Linked DNA regions of Mus musculus: region 1 is linked to region 2. Evidence: chromatin contacts called from public Hi-C data. All regions are on one chromosome and are shown on one strand. Each heading gives the region's core, a stretch centred on a gene start, on an enhancer-like site or on the middle of the called end of the contact. The rest is flanking DNA. Distances are from core to core; before and after follow the strand shown.

The links. Hi-C and Micro-C count contacts between places; a contact is called where the count stands out from the background.
Region 1: a contact with region 2 is called in a Hi-C map of embryonic stem cells, with 2.7 times the contacts expected there. The contact joins two enhancer-like sites. A contact is called at or near these places in 8 of 39 promoter capture datasets (3T3-L1-derived adipocytes, the HPC-7 cell line, embryonic stem cells and 5 more), 5 of 484 Hi-C or Micro-C datasets (embryonic stem cells, nephron progenitors and trophoblast stem cells), 3 of 115 datasets of contacts at active chromatin or transcription factors (all in embryonic stem cells) and 1 of 9 other capture datasets (embryonic stem cells).

What each region holds. Positions count from the first base shown.
Region 1 is chr2:174,285,469-174,292,250 of GRCm38.p6, reverse strand. It overlaps Gnasas1 and a transcript of Gnas not described here. Among named protein-coding and RNA genes, the nearest start is that of Gnas, 9.0 kb to the left of the region's middle. Within about 2 kb of position 3,435, at least 18 of the 459 cell types and tissues checked have an H3K27ac peak or open chromatin away from gene starts, as enhancers often do. A contact at or near this core is called in embryonic stem cells, where this site is marked.
Region 2 is chr2:173,947,572-173,954,172 of GRCm38.p6, reverse strand. No RefSeq gene overlaps it. Among named protein-coding and RNA genes, the nearest start is that of Gm30143, 68 kb to the left of the region's middle. Within about 2 kb of position 4,077, at least 18 of the 459 cell types and tissues checked have an H3K27ac peak or open chromatin away from gene starts, as enhancers often do. A contact at or near this core is called in embryonic stem cells, where this site is marked.

The sequences.
Region 1 (6,782 bases), core at 2,186-4,685, 340 kb before region 2:
TCTTTGATTTATCCCTGTGGCCGCAAAAGAGAAAGCCAAGTAGGAAAGGTCCCTTGGGTAGAAGGGAGGGTGGAGTGAGCAAGATGGTGGGGGGGGGGGGATGCAGAAGCCAGGAATAGCAAGACCATTGGCAGTAAGGTTTCTTTTGGTTTATGGCTTTGGGGAAGGGGCAGCCTTATAAGGAGCCTTCTCTGCCTATAGTACATATGTGTCCCATTAATTTTCAGGCAAAGGAACCAGATGCAGAAAAAGAGAAGATAGAAAAAGAATTCAGGCAAACACTAAGTCGCTCAGCCTCCCAATGACAAAGGTTTTCTGAGTGTTTCCCTGAGTAGCAATAAGACTTTGAAGCTGTTCAATTAATTACTGTTCAATTAAGACTGCTGCAGCCCTCCCCCCACCTCCCTGCCATCATCTCTGCAAGCCTTGGCCGGTGGAGGCAGCAGCTCTGCAGAAGGGGCTGTGTGGCTGGCCTGTTTGAGACAAATGCTAATTAAAGGGAAGATGTCTCTAGCAGATAGGGCAAGATACTGGACTAGGGACTGATGTGGGGCTCATGTTAGGGGGATGAAATGATATTTATGAATACAGCTGGTCAACTCTGGATGAAAAGCCACGATAAAGGGCAGGCCCCTCCCTCAGGCTTATTAGCAGTGGCTTGATATCAATGGCTTTCTTTGTGGAAGAGCCACCAAATTGTGCCTTAGCTTGCCATGCTCCTGCCACCTGTGCCTGCACAAGGTGTCCACATGAACAGCTGAGAATGCAGCTGAATCCACGAGGGAGAAGTGCCTGTTGCAGATGAGAGAAACAATCAGGGGAGGTGTCTGCCGGAGGGGCGGGCTGGGGTGGAAGGAGTGGGGGCTGGGATCCCAGAAGGCGGTTAGATTTAATAGAAAGGCTATGTAAGATTTCTGTAACTCATGGTGGGAATTGTAGGCACCCAGGGGCTTCGGGGCCTGAATATTATTTGAATTTGAGGGGATTGTGTTGTTCACCTTTTCAGGCAACCTCAATCATCCAAAGCAAATTTTCCTAATGAAGTCTAATTGAAACAGACACATAAGCCAGGAGAATCAGCCGGGTATTGCCTGCGGGAGGGAGAAGCCTGTGGACTCTAGGCCCACATTCCTGCATTCCTGTGCCATAGGAATGGGAGCCTCAGAGGCTGGTCTTCTTGAGTCAAAACCCAATGCTTTAAAAACCATTAAGTAAGGTTAGTAGCTCTTAAGTCTTTTTGGTTAATGAATTTGAGGTATCCTTATGAGAACTCCATTCTGTAGAGCTGAAGTTGAAATTCCCCAGCTAGGTCTATAAGACTGGGATGGTGACCTCAAGGGTGACTGATCTGAAATTCTCCTCTAGTGTCCATCTTTGGCTATTAAAAATACTCTTCCTCACCCTGAGGTGTCGATGCTCCTTGTTGCACCTGGTCCCATCCTCCCTCTTCAGCCTGCCATAGTTGGTGTGTCCTCAATGGTTTGATTCCCTATCTCTTCAAAGTGCTTTTGTGCACCCATGAAATGTGTTGGCTGTGTGCTCCTTCCCGGGCCTCCATAGCATGTTCTTTTACTCCCTGGGTCCCCACAACCCTTTTTGCTCCCCTCACCTTGGGGCAGCCACATCCCCTTGCTAGTGTGTAACATGTTTACCCTAAAATAGGCTCATAGGAAAAAACATAGGAATGTGCACATTTGAGCTCCCCTGGGGCCTCCCGCCTCTGTGGCTGAGCACTATCAATAAGTGATGTTGCTCTGCACTGCAGACACCTGCACTCAGGGGATCCAAGTCACTAGGCTATGTCTGTCCTCTGGTCCTCACCATGCCAGCTGTTCTGCTTCATGGCTGGGCTGGGGCTCCCTATCTAGGAGACTTGGAGAAAACAAACACTAGTAAAATTAGACCAAATTTTTAAATGCCCCAAAGGGGTTAAAACATGAAATAAATAAATGGTCAATAAAAAGTCAATTTGCAGAGCCGATTATTGGGAGAAGTGTTTGCTTTGTTTGCCTCAGCAGTGGAGCCAAATTTGGCTGTGTGTTTGTGTCTGGGGGTGAGTGTGTGGTGTATGTCTGCTGTGCATATGAGTGTGGGTGTGTATGAGTGTGGTGTGCTTGCTTGTGTGTGTCTGGTGTGTGTGTGTGTGTATGTATGTATACATACATATGGGGGAGTGAGTGTGGGTGTGTTTGTGTGTGTATGAGTATGGTGTGCTTGTGTGAGTGGCTGTGTTTATGTGTATGAGTGGGTACATTTGTATATGAGTGTCTGGTGTGTGTATAATTGTGGGTGTGCTTGTGTGTATGAGTGTGTGTGTATGAGTATGTCTGGTGTGCTTGTGAGTGTGTGTGGTGTATGACTGTGATGTTTGTGTGTGTGTGTGTGTGGATGAGTGTGTGCTTGTGTGTGAGCATGAGTGTCTGTCGTGTGTTTGTGGATGAGTAGGTGCATGTGTCGGGTATGTGTGTGGATGAGTGTGTGCTTGTGTGTGAGCATGAGTGTCTGTCGTGTTTGTGGATGAGTAGGTGCATGTGTCGGGTATGTGTGTGGATGAGTGTGGTGTTTGTGCATGTGAGAGGTATCTGGGGTATGAGTATTGAGTGTCTGGTGTGTTTGTATGAGTACGTGCATGTGTTTGATACGTGTGTGCATGTTTGTGGTGTGTGTGAGAGTGAGCTTAGCTATTACCAGGCCTTGCAGCATATAAAAAGATGTGAGTACTAAAACTGGAGACAGGAACCACTGGCTGGATATGGCTGGAAAAAAAGCCCCTGGGAGGGAATGATAATGGACAGGAGGTGAAACACTTCCCCGTTTATCCCAACTATCTAGAGCCTCTAAGCCATTACTTAACCTGTACTGTCAGCTTGCTGTCTCCCATATTTCGTAGCTAGCATCCCTAATGGGCTTGTACCAACTGGGTTCTGGAAGGTTCATTCTAGACACTAACCACAGGGGGAGAATTCGGGAACAGCACAACATAGCATTGATAGGTGCTCTTAGGAGTGCTCGCTCACACTCCCCAACCCCGCCCCCAGGACTGGACGCAGTGAGTCTTGACAACACAAACACACTTCTTCACAGTTAGTGCTTTTTATTTAGTCAAACATTTGAGATTTGGGAACGTCGCTGGAGCTAGAGGTGCGGCTCTGCCCTTCTGACACCAGAGAGAGAACGATTTTGTTCTGCTAGCACACTTTAAGAAGAAACTGAGGCAGAGGGGTGTGAGGGAAGACCGGAGGCAGTCAGCAAGGTGGGAAAGAGGCACCCTGGGCTCACCCAGTATCTTATGCCTTTTGTCTCAGTCTGCTGGTTTCTCATTCTGTCTGGGTTTGGGAGTTAGGTTAATTAGTGGCCAAACCCCACAACAGGACATTCCTTCCCTCATGTGGAGCACGGGATCAAAGGTATGGCCTGAGTTTCTCATCTTGTTACTAAGTGGGACTTCAGAGGAAGCAGTATTTGAGCTAACAAGGTGACATCACTGGTCTCTGGCCCTGAACAATTGATTATCATGACTTGCTTTTGTTGCTTTTGTGATGGGCTGCTGTCCTGCTTGCCCCCACACCGTTGTCTCTGCTCAGTTTCCTCATCCTCTTTTCTTTTGACATGACAAAAGGAGAAATTAAGTAAATCCATTAAAAAAAAAAAACTTTATTCTTACCAGTTCTGATGTTTCAAGTTTCTCGTTAAGGGGACACAGCTGCTAAAATGTAGGCTAAAGAGTCAAAGGTTGTAAGCAATCCCAGAGGATAAAAGGCTTCAGGCACATAAAAAAGCAAACAAAAAAACACACTTACAAATCAATCCTAGAGTTTACACCTCCCATCTCATTCTCCAATTCTCACAAATAAAATTAAAAGTTTTACTGATAAACTAAACAGTACTTACATCTGGCATTTGCCACCACACGGTATTTGAACATTGCCACATAATTTTAAAAAAGAAAATCACTTAAAAGACACTCAATAATCGCACCCTTCCACCACAGAAGGAAGTTTTCCCATTAAGCAAACGATTAATGCAGCTAAAGATCCAAAAGCTCTTGGAAGGCAGTTTAACTAGCTTTGTCACCGACCCCCACTTGTCCCACGTGCATCTCCCTCAGCCAGTCTACCTACGGAGGGAAAGGGCTTGCCAGTCCATTCAAATGCTAACCCCGCTTTAACAGGGTGAGACAAAGGGCTAGTTAGGGATGTTTGAGGACCTGCTAGAAAAGCCCTGGAAAAGTAAAATCCTGAGCCTAGTGAGCGAATGAACTATTTCACAGAAAATGGCCTTGGGATGGGTGTTTTATCAAAACCTCTTGTGTGGGTGGTGGGGCTCTCCCAAGGGTGGTGTGCTCCTATATAGCCCGCCGAGGTTTTTTTACCTGGAGTCAGGATGGCGCTAGGGAGGGGGAGGTGCTGAGAGGGAGGGGAGGGTTGTGCGGGCCGGTAGCAGGCTGGACTAAAGCGTCTGCTGTGACTCAGGTAGACAGTGCAAGGTTACTAATAGAAAGCAAAATGCGCGTTCCTGTTTGAATACCCCGGGTATGAGCCTCTCTTACACTGCTCACTTGGGCTTCTTTTGTAGCTATTGTTGTGTTGTTTTTAAATTTGGTTTGTTGGCGGGGGGAGAGGGTGTTTGTTTTTGTTTTTTCCCGGAAACGGGGTTTCTCTGTGCAGTCCTGGCAGTTCGGGAACTTGCTCTGTAGAGCAGGCTGGCCTAGAACTCACAGAGATCCACCTGCCTCCCCATCCCCACCCGACCCCCGCTGAGATTAGAGGTTTGCACCACCTTGCCAGGCTCTAGGCTTCTATAAGAACAGCGTGAGGTGGTGGTTATAGAAACTGGAGACACTTTTAAATTTTTATTTATCCCAGCAACAAGGCAGCATCCTAATTTTTAGCTAATGAAAAAAAAATCTAACTGCTGAAAAAAAAGTGCGGCTTCTCCACCTGTTAACTAGAAACCTGTTGCTTGGTAAACTCAGGCTACATTACAAGACATAAAGGTACCTAACGTCAAGAAAACGTCACGTCATCTTTTTCGTTGCCGAGCATTTTAACTTAGGAAAAATAATGTCTCACTTAGGCAATTTCACGCTTTCAACCCAAAAGCCCCCGCCTCCTTTCCGCAAGCTACCGGCTCATTCTCTACCCACTGCTAACAAACTGCTTCCTGCTGTTGACCAAAGTCGCAATTAGCCGCAGTGCGCACAGCCCACCCTCACTTAAATTCTGGGGGCTGCGACGCCATCCCAGGAAAGAGGGTAGGTCCTGGAAGGAGACTACGTAATGTGTTCCTTCTAGCACCATTCTCCTCTTAGGAGCTCAGGAGCCCAGCCGGCTTTGATTTCAAGCTTTGAAACTGCGTTTCTTAACCAGATTTCCCAAATCATCCCATCAAAATATCTCAAGCCGCCGCAAGACCAGCCGCGCACACTTAAAAAAAAAAAAAAAGTTTCTAAATGGGTGAGATACAGTAGGTGCGTTTTACTTAAGATCAGCCTTTCCGCCCAAGGCTGGAGGGGAAAGCATTCTAAGGTGCGTTACGTGCTTGGTGCTGGGGCAGATCACCGGTGGGTGATCTCCCCTCCCCCACAGGTTACAGGTTCCAAAAACAGCCCCACCCGAGCTGAAGATGGCCAAAATGGCTGTAGCGCATCCTCCCTGCCACCTCTCAGTCCAAAGCGCAGGATCCGACATCTTCCCAGCTTAGGAAGTGCCACGATCTTTGGGTACACCTTTGAAGGTGTCAGAGTGATAGCCACGACCTCCGTACTCAGCCTGTGCCTTGACCCGCTTTACCTTTCCTCCCAAGACCACTTCTTATTGCTCTCATTCCTTCTCTCCTGCCTCTATGGCCTAGGCGCACAGTCCCGGACCTCTCCGGACAAGTCGGATCTGCCTAACCAGCTGCGCGATACCCCGATGTGATCCTAGCTGTCTGCCAACCCAGGTAGCCCAGAAGGGCACCCGTAAAGAACCCTATACCACCACTGAGTGTCCTCCAAGCACTATCCACTATCAAGAAACTCCTTTCTGCGCGGGAAGGTTGGCTTTAGGACGCACGGGAGAGGTGCGCGCGCCCCTTTTCACGATCTCAGGCCTCCTCGAACCTCCAGAGGTGAGCGGTATTAACCAAGACTACTTGCACGGCGTGGGGGGAGGCACTGGCTCCAGGGTCCCGCGGCCCCAAATTGGCCATGCCGGTACCCGATTTCCAGGCTCCGCGCCGGCTGAATGCCACGTGCGATTTAGGCTCCAGAGTTGTCACCCAATCCCAAACGCAGTTACTTTCTGCGCATTGCAATACTGTAGCTATGGCGCAGCAGTCTCAGATCGCCAAAGTTGGTGCGTGCACCTCCATATCGAGCCCAGTGGGCTCTACCTAAAGCCAACTCCGTTGCTGAAGACTAACTTCTGTAGGAGGGGAGAGAACATAGAAAACAAGTGACTTACCTTTGCCGTTTATGTATGTAACTCCAAACCTGGGGCGCGCTGGGAATTCAGTGTGGCACACCGAATTCAATGTTGCGCACCGGGTATCAGCTCGGGGACCTCAGGTTGTCTCCAGCGAGGCGCCAGAAATGCCTCACCGTCCAACAAACCTTTGGCCTCCCAAGCGCCCCTGGGTGCCCTGGAGAGACTTGAAGAGCCCTCTCTCCTTTTCCGGGGTGCATTTCGGGCTGATTAATGGGCACCGCTCCCTTCCCACCTTGCCTCCCATCTGTCTCTTTCCTCCCACCCTACTGTCTCAGGGACCCCAGTTTGGTCAGGGCAACTAACCTTTATCCA
Region 2 (6,601 bases), core at 2,828-5,327:
TAGATGGTTACATATGTCAGTAGAAAGATACATGTGTGTGAATGTATACAAAGATAGGTAGTTTTATACACATGTGGGTAGATGGATACATATGTGTGTAGCTGGATACACATGTGGATAGATGAATACATTTGTGGGTAGATCAATACACATGTGAGTAGATGTACACATATGTGGTTAGTTGTATACACATTTGGGTAGATGGAAAAACACATGTGTAGATGGATATACATGTGTGTAGATGGGTATGTGTGTATAAATACAACAGATACACATGTGTGTAGATGGATACATGTGTGGATAGATAGATACACATGTGGGTATTAGGATACTCATGTGGGTAAATGGATACTTATGTGGCTAAATGTGTGTGTGTGTATATGTATATATATATATATATATATATGTGTGTGTGTGTGTGTGTGTGTGTGTGTGTGTGTGTGTGTAGAAGAATACACATATAGGTAGATGGATACACATGGGTGTAGATGGATACACATGTGGGTAGATGGATAAAATATGGGTAGCTAGATTCATATATGGGTATTAGGTTAACCATGTGAGTAGATGGATACTCATGTGGGTATATGGATACACATGTGGGTATATGGATACACATGTGGGTAAATAGATACATATGTTGTGAGGTGGATACACATATGGATAGACGGATTCAAAGTAAACATATCTGGTTAGATGGCTACATATATGGGTAGATAGATGCACATTTGGGTAGATGGATACACATCTTGGTAGTTGGAGAACATGTGGGTAGATGGCTACATCTGTAGGTAGATGGATACTAAGAATACACATTGGATAGGTTAACACATATGGGTAGTTAGATACACATGAGGATAGATGGATACACATGTGGGTAGAAATATGTGTGTGTGTGTGTGTGTGTGCGTGTGTAGATTGATGCATGTGGGTAGATGGATATATATGTTGGTAGATGGATACAAATGTGAGTAGATGGATACACATGTGAGGAGAAGGATACAATAGATACATAAGTGAATGGATGGATACACATGTGGGTATTTTGATACACATGAGGGTAGATGCATACACATGTGGGTAGATGGACTATATATGTGACTAGAGGGATACACATGTGGTTATAATGATTTACATTGGATTAGAAATATACACTTGTGGGTAGATCGATAAGAAGTTGGGAACCTGTATACATATGTGGGTAGATGAATACAATGGATACACATGTGGGAAGATAGATTCATATGTGGGTACATGTATACATATATGGGTAGATGGATACAATGAATACACATGTGTGTAGGTGAATACACACGTGGGTAGTTGGATATACTTGTTGATAAGTGGGTACACATGTGTGTAGAGGGGTACACATTTGGGCTGATGGACACAAATATGGGAATATATATGTAGGTAGATTGATACAAATGTGGGTAAAATGATACACATATGAGTAGATACAAATGTAAGGAGATGGCTACACATGTGGGTAAAATAATACATATGTGGGTAGCTGGATACATAGGTCAATCAATGTATATACATGTGGGTAGATGGATCCACATTTGTGTAGAAAGACTCACAAGTGGCTAGATGGATAAGCATGCAGATAGATGGATTCAGTGAATACACATGTAGGTAGATGGATACATATGCAGGTAGATGAATACACTTGTGTGTAGATTGATATACATGTGGGTAGAAGAACACACATTTGGGTAGCTATTAAAAGGTGTGTACATGGATACAATGGATATACATGTAGGTAAATGGATACATATGTGAATAGATGGATACACATTTGAGTATATATGTATATATATTTGGGTAGATGGATAAAAGAGACACACTTGTGGGTAGAACGATACAATGAACGCACCTGTGGGCAGGATACACTAGTGGGTAGATGTACACTCTACCTACACTTGTAGGTAGAGGGATACATATTTGGGTTGATTGAAACACATGTGGGTACATAGATATATATGCAGGTATATGGATACAAATGTCGGTAAAATGATACACAGATGGGTAGATAGATATACTTGTGGGTAAATGGATACACATGTGCACAGAAGGTACCTATGTGGCTAGAAAGACACACATGTGAGTAGAAAGATACATATGACTGTAGATTTATACATATGTGAAATGGTGGATACAATGGATACATATCTATGTAGATGAATACATATATACATAGATGGATACACATATGGGTAAAATGATACACATGGGGGTAGATGGATGCATCTGTGGAAAGATGGATACACATGTAGATAGAATGATACACATATGGGTAGACAGATACACTAGTTGGTAAATGGATATACATTTGGGTAGATACACATTTGGGCAGATGGGTGGACATGTGGGTAGATGGATTCACATGTGGGTAAATGTATACATATGTGTGTAGATGGATACAATGGATACACATGTAGGTAGATGGATTCATATGTAGGTAGAGGATACACATGTGGACAGACTGAACCTATGTGAGTTGATGGATACATATGTGGCTAGAGGGATACACATGTGAGTAGATGCTTATACATGTGGGTAGATGAATAAAATAAGTACACATGTTAGAAAATGGATAAATAAATTGGTAGATGGATAAACGTGAGTAGATGGATGCACATGTGGGTAGATGGGTACACATGACAGTGGATGGATACACATGTGGGTAGATGGATATACAGGTGCATAGAAAGATAGACATGTGGATAGCTGAATACATATGTTATATGGATACACACGTGGGAAGATGGATACACTTATGTATAGTTGGATATACATGTGGATCGATGAATACACATGTGAGTAGATGGATATATATGTGTGTAGATTAATACACAGATGGGTAGAATGATATGCATGTGGGTAAAGATGTATACACATGTGGGGATATGTATACATATGGGGTAGATGGACATAATATATTCACATGTGGCTAGATGAATACACATATGGGTAGATATGTACCCATGTAAGTAAGTGGATATACATGTGGGTAGATGGATACATATATGGGTATGTGGATACACATGTTGATAGATGGATACACATGTGGGTAGATGGGTACCTACGTGGGCAGATGGATATCCTGGATACACATGTGGATAGATGGAGTGGAAGACATAATGGATAGATCAGTAGATGGATGAGGATGAATAAATGCATGGATATAGGGAGGAGGGATAGTTGGCTGTTTGTGTGGGTAGATGTGTGGTGCCAGGGTGGATGGATAGAGAGTTGGTTGCAGAAGAGTGTATGTGGATTGTTGAGTGAATGACAGGAGTTTAATTCACTGTCATCTTGTAAAGTTATTCCTGATAATATTTTAATAAATGTTAAATTGAGTCACTGTAACGCAGACTGAGTTCCACAGAACCATCATCTCACAATCTTACGAGAGGTGTATTTTAAAACACTCCCACTCGAGTTTGAGAAACACTGCACATTACAACCTGCTCAAGAAGGGCTCATTAGCATGCGAGCCCTGAGGATTCCTACCATGACAAATGCATTCTGCTCAACCTCTATAATTCAGCGCCTTCTTAACTCAGCACAGTATCCCTTATTACAGAGTTTTTATGTGGGCGACTGTCCCCAGCAAACAGAGAAGCTAATGGAGACTCATCAAGTATGAGGCTGGGCAGCTGAAATTCTGCTAAATGGGGACTAGACAGGATTCTGGGAGGGGATGACTGGGACTAGTCTGTCTTTGTTTCCAAGCCCAGGTGTTGGGGGAGGGAAAAGCCGCTCTCTTGCTTTTGGGAGCCTTTCACGACTCAATACTGAGTCATCGCACTTTACCTTCCCTTTGTTACCCTGGCAAGCTTTCAGATGGTTTTAGCTGTGGCGGTGATACAATGCTGAAATGATAAAATACCACCTCTTCTGCTGGGAACAAGAGGTTGGGAGGAATCTGATCATTTTTCCTGGAGAAGTCATCTTGCATTTCAAAGCAGAGTCTCTCCAACCTTTTCAACAGCTTCAGAACACAAAAACAGGAGATCCAAAGACTCAGGAGGGAGAAACCTGCTGGGCTGCCCCTCCCCCTCCCTCATCCAGGGAGGAAGCCAGGCTACACAGACCCTCTGGGGGCTCTTCGGGGCTCCCTCCACATCCCACTCCCACCCTCATCCCCATGTCACCTCCCTCCTTCCATGACCACATCCCTCCAGCCCTGCAGATCCTGTGTCCCGTGTCCCGTCTCGTCTCGTCCCGTCCCGTCCCGTCCCGTCCCCCCCCGTCCCCCCCCGTCCCCCCCCCCGTCCCCCCCCCCCCGTCCTCTGCAGAGAGTCCTGTGACTTCCTCTAGAGGCTGCACAGCCACCTCTGAGCTCTGACAGTTTCATTTGAGTCTTTCGTTTCTACACTTGTCCATTGCTTTCTCTTGGTTGGTTACACTTCATGGTGCCTGGACCCATGCCTATAGCCCTCCCCTGTCTGTGGCACAGGTCCTGGCACATGAGATTTGCACAACTGATGTCTTCCCTGAGTTGAGTTGCCAGGTGTGACAGGAAGGCACTCAGCAGGACACAGAGAGGCTGGATGAAGCCCTTGGAGTGACTCTTCCTCCCATGAAACTGATGGAGCTGGACATGTTCTTAGAAAGAATCTGATTCCCTGGAGAAAAGACTAGGTGGTCACCAGCTCTGAGGCTCCCCACCCTGGATCGCAGGACTATCCAGACCCACCATCTACCCAAAAGGAGAAAAAATGGCCAGGCCAAGTAGGGCTCTCCCCTTTGTGACAGCAGACATTATAGCTTTGTGGTCCATGTGCTCACTGTCCGGACAGCCCTTGGGGCAACAGAAGCTATGCTCGCTCTGTAGTTAGGGTTAGCTGGAGCCATGACAACATTGCCTCCTTGAAACCTTCAGGGTCTCCACCCAGCCCCTAATTGGCACAATATTCCAACATTTTTAGCTTCCAAAGTTGGGAGGAGTTAGCATAAAAGACCTTCAAAATGAGACTCAGAGCCCCAGAGTGATCCTGCCTACCCCAACCTCCTCTTTTTCACCTCACCATCTCTACACTACAGACTGTCAGTTTACAACTCTTGGACCCCTGGATATGGGGCCAGCAGCCTCAGCTGTGATCCCCAGTTCACATTGCTTCCCTTCTCAGGATAAGCTACTGTTGTTTTTGTTTTTGTTTTTTAAAATTATTTTTTGTATTAATCATTCCATTTGTTTACATCGCGAATGATGTCCCCTTTCCCGGTTACCCCTCCACAACCCTCCCCATTCTATCTGCCCTCTCCCCCCTCCCCTTTGCCTCTATGAGGGTGCTTCCCCCTGCTCCAGCATCCTCCTACTTTGGGGCATCAACCCTCCACAGGACCAAGGGCCTCCCCTCCCATTTAACCTAGGGACTCTGACCGCAACCACCAAACCGAGCTGTAACTTCCTGACAGTTCTGCAGCTCAGGATGAGATGGGATGGGTCCCATTGTACTGAACCAGCCCAAGGCATGACACACTCAGGGCCCTTGGGCCCCACTTCATCCTGATCCCCCCCCCCTCCAGTTTCAGTTCTTGGTTTTAATCCTGGATCTGCAATTATTCCTCATTGGATTCCAGGGATTCTTCTCCTAGGACCACAATATTTCCTCTTTGATGTACAATAATCAGAAACAGAGACCGCAGCATGAGACACAAGAGCCCTTCTGCCTTTTGAAGAAGGCCTGTAGTCAGACCTCTTCCTTACTATCTCTCTCTCTCCCCTTCTTTTTTTTTAAATTAAATATTTTCTTCATTTACATTTCAAATGCTATCCCAAAAGTCCCCTATACCCTGGCACCACCCTGCTCCCCTACCCACTCACTTCCACTTCTTCGCCCTGGCTTTCCCCTGTACTGGGGCATATAAAGTTTGCTAGACCAAGGGACCTCTCTTCCCAATGATGGCAGACTATGCCATCTTCTGCTACATATGCAGCTCTGAGGGTACTGGTTAGTTCATATTGTTGTTCCACCTACAGGGTTGCAGACTCCTTCAGCTCTTGGGTACTTTCTCTAGCTCCTCCATTGGGGGCCCTGTGCTTCTAGAACCTTCCTGGAGGTGGCGTGGTGCAAATAACTCTTGGGACAATTTCACCTTGCACCCAGAAAAGCCTTGAAAGGCACAGGCCATAGGCCATGTGGCCCTGGAACCTCAGCTGCAGGCCTTCTCCATAAGATACCTCACTGAACTGAGTTTGCAATTCCAAACTCTGTTAAGATGCAATCGGTCGATCGATCGCTCAGCAAAAACTCTAGCAGCAGCAAAATTGGCCAGCACATTCTAGAAGGATTAATCACCTACTCCCTTCAAGACATACAGTTAATCAAAAGGTGTTGAACACCTCCCCATCTGCCCTTGAATGACAGCCCTGCCTCATTCTCATCCTCAGGGGAGCCTCTGAGAGGCCCGCCCCGTCACCACACGCCCATGGCTAGCCTTGCTAGCCTCATAGATTGGTTTCTCTGTTTCTAGGGAGTCTGAGTGGGAGGTGGCAGGGCTCTGATGAGCTTGAAGAGCCTAATGCAGTATCTTCAAGCCCACACAAGGTTGGAAAATCAAGTTCATAGCTGTGTGTGATGGCTGA